Linked DNA regions of Zea mays: region 1 is linked to region 2. A link is a contact called in public Hi-C data. All regions are on one chromosome and are shown on one strand. The core of a region is the stretch at or near the end of the contact, and the rest is flanking DNA. Distances in the headings are between cores, read along the strand shown. Region 1 has its middle 5.6 kb from the start of LOC109945577. Region 2 holds the start of LOC103653994 (protein NRT1/ PTR FAMILY 7.3).

Region 1 (3,655 bases), core at 639-3,138, 160 kb after region 2:
CTCTTTCCTATTCTGGCGCAGACGACCGTTGCAGATTCGTGACAGTTGGCGCACCGGACACTGTCCAGTGCACACCGGACAGTCTGGTGCCCCCTGCCGACCGTTGGCGTGGGCCACGCGTCGCCCGCGGATTGTGCGGCCGACCGTTGCGCAGTCGACCGTTGGCTCACCGGACAGTCCGGTGCACCACCGGACAGTCCGGTGAATTTTAGTCGTACGCCGCTGATCCTCTTCCCGAGAGCGACGAGTTCGCCGCAGACGACTCACCGGACAGTCCGGTGAATTATAGTCGTACACCGTCGTCGAGTCCCGAGAGCGGCCTGTTCACCGGAGGCTGGCCTGGCGCACCGGACACTGTCCGGTGCACCACCAGACAGTCCGGTGTGCCAGACCAAGCTGGACTTTGGCTGTACACAGCCATGTCTTGCAATCCTTTCTTTTCCTGTTTCTAGCACTTAGACAATATATGTTAGTACTCAAAACAATATACTAAGTCTAGAAAGATACCTTATTACATGATTTGCACTTCTTGCTTTTTTGGCATATAATCAACTCACTTAATATGTGTTGGACACTTAATCACCAAAACAAATAACCTAAAGACACATTTCCCTTTCAGTAAGTTCTAGTTCATAATACATTTCGAGTAGAGATACTTATCGACGAACCTGAGCTGAAGGAGGTGTCGGAGCATGTAATCCCCACTGAGGCTTCGACGACTGAAACTGAGGAAAAAAATGAATGGTTGCTGTTGTGTCTGCTCTGAAAATCAAGACTGTTGCAAATGCAGTATATTAGTTATAGGACAAATATATATGACCGTGTTGAGAATAAATAATACACTCACGATCATTGCATGTTGTTGCGCCCGTGCATGGTAGGGCACTACCGTCGTCGAAAATAGCTGCGACCGCTGAAAAAAATGCTCATTGTTCCTGTTGTGCAATTTGTAGAGCATGCAGGCAACCCTAAACCCCTATATCGGTCCAACCCAGTTGATCGGTTATTGCCGCTGCTGTGTGTAGGTTGGTGATGAGTGTGTTATATGAGTATCTCGACAATGACACTTGTTAATCCGATGATATATCTGGAACTAGCGCTTCTACTGTGCTCGGTCACAATGTTTCTCCGCACATCGTCGCGAACATGGTATATAGAAACCAAATAGAAATGCATAAGCACCTCACCAGTATTCCGTCCATTCCAATTTAAAATTTGTTTGATGTAAGTTTGACCGGCCTATCTTACTAAAAAAATCATAATTAATGTTAATTGTTTGATGTGATATTGTTTAGCATATAATATACTTTTTAAAATATAACTTTAATTTTTTTATTTTTTCTAAATAATTGAACAGGACGAGTCGATCAAACGTGACACAGAAAAAAGTCAAACGAACGTGCCTTTTCTTTTGTGAGCTAAGCCATTTCGGTCGTTATATATATATATATATATATATATATATATATATATATATATATATATATAGTTAAAATATCGCTTATTTTAGCCGCCTCCTGCAAGAGAGAACGTAATAACTAGGTTACGTTGGTTGGACCCACTATGCTATATGCTATCTAAACCCTGATGTATGTCGCCTTCCTCTCCCTGCTATGCTATCTATATCGTCAGCTTCGCGCGCAGCAGGCTCGATCTCTGCGCGCTCGGCGGTACAGCTCACGCACACCTTTGGTACGGACCAGAAGCGTCGCCGTCCGTAGACGTAGAGACTAGAGAGCCCAAAGCGAAACCTTTCACTGCCAACTCTCCGTGGCCGGGCAAAGTAGAAAGGAATCTTGCAAAACTCCAAGCGCAGCTAGCAGGTGAGTGGTGACCGGTCCGGTGGGTTGGGTGTCGTCTTGGGATGAGCCGTGCGACGCTAGCTAGCCTGCATGCATGACGCATGATGCATGCACCCACGCAACGCAGTCACGTCGCACGGTGAGTGAGAGGCCGAGCCCGCACGCGCTACGGACAGGGCCTCGCCGCATCGATCGGAGTATATATATGGTTGTAGACTGACATCAACAGTAGAGCCAGCCAAGCGTGATAAGCTATCACCCACCTGGGTCCAGCAGACGGATCGCTGTGCTGCTGGACTGTTCTGTTGCGCTATCGCATACAGACATATAGAGAGAGAGAGAGCGCTGTATATATGGTTCCCAGCTGTTGGCGTCGTTTGGGACGGTAGCGCACCCCGCACACGGACTTTTCTCCGCGGGGCGTGTGCCTAACTTTAATTAATTTGCTGATGCCCCTCCGCTTTGGACTTTCTTCGTTCCTGGATGCAATGCAACGCAACGCAACGGAGGGCAGGGGCTGATGAACAAACACTACGACGTTCGCCCGTGGAAAAGACACACACTGATGAAGTGGTGGATGAGACATTGGCAACGTCACAACGCCATCACCGTGCATGCATGGTTGTGGACTTGTGGTTGAGCGTCAGGGCGGAGAACTTCCGACGATGGACCAGAGACCGGCCGGACTACTATTATACCAGAACCCAAGCGACAAATTGGGTGGGCAACTGGGGAGATAGTCGCCACGGCGTCCTCCGTGCCGACAGTCGGACACACACACACCACCGATCCATGACGCGCATGCATCATCTATTAATTCATCTGTTGTCCAGACTGCGGACACACACAACATATGCAGATGCAGCCACTGCACGTACGGGCACGGGCCCGCACTACACCAAAACCCTACATTGCCTACAGTTTTTTAACTTCCTGCATCTTTTATAACAAACACTAGGAAATCAATAACTTTCGAGAGGCAACTGGTAGCTCCCTACGGTATTTTATAAAAGCTGTACGAAGTCAGCTTTCACATGCTGACCCTTATGTTTGGTCAAACGAGCCGCTAACTTTCTACGACCGCCTCTAGGAAGTTAGCATGACCTCCTCTGAAGTTAGCTTTCAACGTTTAACCAATCAAACGAAAAGCTAGCTTCCTACGGCCTGCTCTAGGAAGTAAGATTCTCCTGCTAACTTCCTACGACTTCCTCTAAAAAGTTAGCTTTCATTTGCTGATCCGCGGGTGCGGTCAAATGAGTCGTTAACTTCCTACGGCCGCCTCTAGAAAGTTAGCTGTCCATGCTAACTTCCTACGGCCTCCTCTAGGAAGTTAACTTTCAGCTTTTGACCAGTCAAACGAAAAGCTAACTTCATACGACCTCCTCTAGGAAGTTGGCTTTCAGCTTTTGACCAGTCAAACGAAAAGCTAACTTCCTACGGTCTGCTCTAGAAAGTTAATTAAGGGCCTGTTTGTTTACCCCCATGGATTATATAATCTGGATTATTTTTGGAGGATTATATAATCTGGATTATATAATCTGGATTTTATAATCTGAGTAGTCCTGTTTGTTTACCCAGATTATTTGAGTTGTTAATAGGATTCTTTTGTATGAGGAAGACAAGAATGCCCTCTATATTTGTACTAGGTTGAAACTCATATATGAAAAAAATAATAATTCAATTGACATCGGCAAATATTGCATTAGCAATATTATCACGGAAGGCATTCATGTCACCTTCTTCATCCCAAATTGATTAGTACTAGGCGCAAAAACGATTCGGTGGATTATAATGGCAATGGTGGGTAATTTCTAGAAAACTTGAAAGTGTAGTGGGAAAGTGGGAAAAAAATA
Region 2 (3,909 bases), core at 284-2,783:
GATGGCAGATCTCCATCTTCCGGTGGTTGTCTTGACAGCTGGGTTTCCTCGCCTGTCCATGGACCCATCTTCAGTGGCGGGAGAGATCCATTTGGAATCAACAGTGGTAGCATCCATCAGCCCTGTCCAGTGTCCAGTGAGTTTATTAGTTTCTACTGTGTATTTTAGCTGTTTAGTTCAGGATACTGTTCCACAGCAGTCCTGGTCCTGCATATGTATATTTCAGTTCCATGCATGATGTGGAAACTCAGCAACTGTTCCGACCAAAATGAACCTGTTAATTACGACTGCATGTGAACTCTGAAATGCGTAGTACACACTACATATCTCTAACAGGATACTTTTTTTATCGCTCGATTTTATTCCCCGCGTCCTCCTCCTCAGGAGTTTCTGCAGTCTTCCGTCTTCTCCTAACGAAGCGTTGAGCCGGCAAGATTTGTTTAACCTGTGAATGTGATATGCCATGTCTCATGTCGTTAGGGACGACCAAGTAGCAATAGATTACTCAGTGCAGTAGGCTTCCCACACTCATAAGCATATAACGCTTCCTAACTCTGATTTAGATCGACATACAGCTATTGATTAATTGTATTAAAGTATAACGAAGCTGAGCAATGCAAAAGACGATGTCTTTTTTTTCTGCCCCTGAATCAAGTGCACTAGCACTAGCGGGAAAACACAAGCAGAGACGGCCGGCCATCGTATGCCGTCGTCGTCAGCTGGCTCTCTTGGCATGATCTGCTGCTCTCTGTCTCTGCACGTATCAATACCAGACAACACACTGCTTCCGGAAACGAAGCAGCTACCTGTGCGTCAGGCCAAAGCATCGTGTAAACCATGCACGCGCATACAGTGGTATAGGCATAGTAGTAGGCTCGGCAAATGGTATAGTAGCGCGGCAGTGCAGGGACAGGGAGCGTACTCTTACACAGACCAGCGATTCCTACACTTCCGTTCCTAGTCGTATCGCAGATTAAGCACGACGGACAGATAACTTGATGGCAACTGTGAGATCATCGTCGGTACCTCTAATTAACTCTGACGGATTAATATAATAAGCATGTACGTACGTACGTACGTACACGCGTACCTTCGTTGATAAACCCTCCGGTGCGACCACGCAGCAACTCCGGCGACGGGGACGATAGTAGTAGGCACGTCAAGAACGAGAGCGGACCCAGTACCTGTACCGCGACGACGACGCCGGCAAGGCCTCCAGTCATTTACCGGACAAAAAACTCCCAGTAGAAGTGGCGGCGGCCGGTGATCAGCACTCTCTCTCTCTCTCTCTCAACAAGTATCGAGTACCTTCGTGCAGCTAGTGCAGTGGCCAACGATCACTGATCTCCTCTCCACTGGCGGCACGGCAATGCAGCAGCAGACGCCGAGTGGGGAGCGGATAGGAGGTGCGGGGGTTCGGGGGACGCACGGCCGCGTATTTATGAAGAGAAAGCTGGGAGCCGGAGGCCGGAGGGGGGCAGGGGCACGCACGACCCGGCCGACCGGCACCGGAGTAAGTGTTGGTGGCGGTGTTCGTTTTCTCCTGCGACCTGCGGCGGGTAAAAGACCCCCGCCGAGGCGCCGACGCATGTGACAGCGTGCATAGGCCGTGTGCCAGCTGTTTTCTACTTTTCTTGAACCCATTTCCCACAACCCAGAGCCCCTGTGTCGATTTTGTAAGCATAAGAAGCAGCAAGAAAATGCATAGCAAAAGGTGGTGGCAAGCCACACACACTCCATTCTTTATGAAACCTAAGCAAAAGAGAGAATTAATGGTGTCTAAAAAAAAATGAAAATCCTCGATAGTTGAAGGGCTCCAAATTTGAAGGAATGGAAGCTAACAAGGTTGAAGAGACATGATTATCACATAATCATGGAATGGCTCCTTCCGTTAATGCTTCATGGGTACTTGGATAAAGTCGTGTGTAAGGCGCTAGTTGAGCTAAGCTAATTTAATAGATAGCTTTGTGCTATTTTTCTAAATATGATAGAACGGGTATAGAAAGAGATTCATCTGGTCCTCATATGCAAGTTCAGAAAAAAAATCCCTCTGGATGGTTCAATAAAATAAAAACATTTACTTATCCATCCATATGAAGCTAAGATAGGCTGCCTATGCAATATAAATGGATGTATCATATTAAAAGAGCCTTAAAGTAGCTTAGACCAATGATAGGCAATGAGGCGAGTGTAAACCGGTGCATCTTAGAATAATTTAAATTCAAATACAGTTGCATATTTCACGAGTGTATACTTCAAAGATTAACACAATGCTAATGCACCTACTATGTGGTATAATGTATATAAAGACCATCCTTCTAACGACCTTATTTTTTTTCAACAGAAGGGAAATACTCCTAGTGCTTGCATGACCCACATGTCAGTCATAAAAATGGAAGTTTTATTTGTTTTACATGTACATAATTCTGGATGAGACGTGATAATATTTTAAGTAAGAGTTTAGTTCATCGACCTTAATTTTATTTCATGAAGGATTGGAGTCTTTTTTTCATTGGTCTTATTATTTTTTTATATATTTTCTGTACAGCGAGTTTGATTCAGAAAACTTGAATCCAAACATGAACCTACATCGAAGCAACTACATATTATGTGTCGTGAAGAAATATGAGGGGTTACAAATTCCATAGCCGACAAAAATTAGCTTTTTTCCGTCGGCCTTTTCTAATCGACGAAATTAACCACTTTTCATCGGCTGCTCACAAAAAATAGATACTATTCATCTATACATTTACATGAGTTAAATGATGACAGAATTAGACTATGCCCACAGAAATTTGTTATTTTTACAAGTGACACGTAGTTTCGTTAATCTTTATCCGACAAAAGTTATTTATATTATTGTTGGGGACTTGTGGTTGTAGGAGCGGCCACGGAAGGCGGCAATGGAATGTGAAAATAATTGTACCAGAGCCGGGGCAGGTCTTGGTGTATGTTTAGGTTAGAAAATCTACTAGAAATCATCTAGGAAATTCTATTTTATTCAACGGTCATAACAAAAGCATGCTTATTGTCATGGCCATAAATTTGTCAACAAATAGGAGTATCTAGTAGCAAGCATATATAATGTTGTTTTTTTTCCTTTCCTAAATTAATTGACCTCGACGTGAGTGGTCGGAACACAAACACGAGAAGAAAGGCTGGGACAGAGCGGAAAGCTAATAAAATGGTGTTCACGTGAAAAATAAACAAGGTAACCTATTCTACATAAGAAATTAATCGAATCCGTCGCTGTTGGTATCTCGTGGAAATGGCTACCTGACTGACAGACGCACGTTATCTGCCCCTGCGCCGCTAGCTCTCCGCTCGTGACGTCGTCTTCGAGACTTTAAAGATGGTACGGTAATAAGTAGTGGACATGCATCCATTTACATGTCAAACTAAGGTGCCGTTTGGTTCCTAAAATGTAACGTAAATGGTAACGGTAATAGTTTGTATTCGATTACTAGCGGTAACAAGTTTGAATAGGCTAGTATCAATTACTAGTGTGGTATCCGATTACGGTTGGACTTAAACAAACATAATTTAACGTTATTTGTTACCTATTACATTACAAATTTGTGAACCAAACAACACCTAAGTACGTATAGTGGTTATATGGTCCTTGTGAGGACCCAATGCATGGCATAAATAGTGGTGCATCAGTGTGTATAGTTTCAAGGCTTAGTGTATGTTTGGATCCGGTGAGCTAAAGCAAAGTGACTAAAATTTAATCTCTTTAGGAGCTAATTAAAGATCTAAACAGAAAGAGTTATGTTGGAGCGAAGGCGAAGACGCCACCCTTCGCTCGATGCCTTCGTCAGACTCGCTGCAACAACAGAGACAAGACGACTGACAGACTCTACCCTTCGTCCCACGCATCGGAAGACGAAGGCCTACGGCGAAGTCGTC

Evidence for each region. A called contact is a pair of places that touch in the nucleus more often than the background predicts.
Region 1: a contact with region 2 is called in a Hi-C map of leaf, with 3 times the contacts expected there. The contact joins the enhancer-like site here to the promoter of LOC103653994 in region 2. A contact is called at or near these places in 10 of 25 Hi-C or Micro-C datasets (bundle sheath, ear, leaf and 3 more).

The regions. Positions count from the first base shown.
Region 1 is chr4:167,651,898-167,655,552 of Zm-B73-REFERENCE-NAM-5.0, forward strand. No RefSeq gene overlaps it. Among protein-coding and RNA genes, the nearest start is that of LOC109945577, 5.6 kb to the right of the region's middle. Within about 2 kb of position 1,889, at least 17 of the 20 cell types and tissues checked have an H3K27ac peak or open chromatin away from gene starts, as enhancers often do. A contact at or near this core is called in bundle sheath, ear, leaf and 2 more, where this site is marked.
Region 2 is chr4:167,487,674-167,491,582 of Zm-B73-REFERENCE-NAM-5.0, forward strand. LOC103653994 (protein NRT1/ PTR FAMILY 7.3) reads right to left here and starts at 1,534. Exons shown (of 5, transcript XM_008680816.4): 1 at 1,309-1,534; 2 at 1,091-1,184; 3 at 1-122. The coding sequence starts at 117.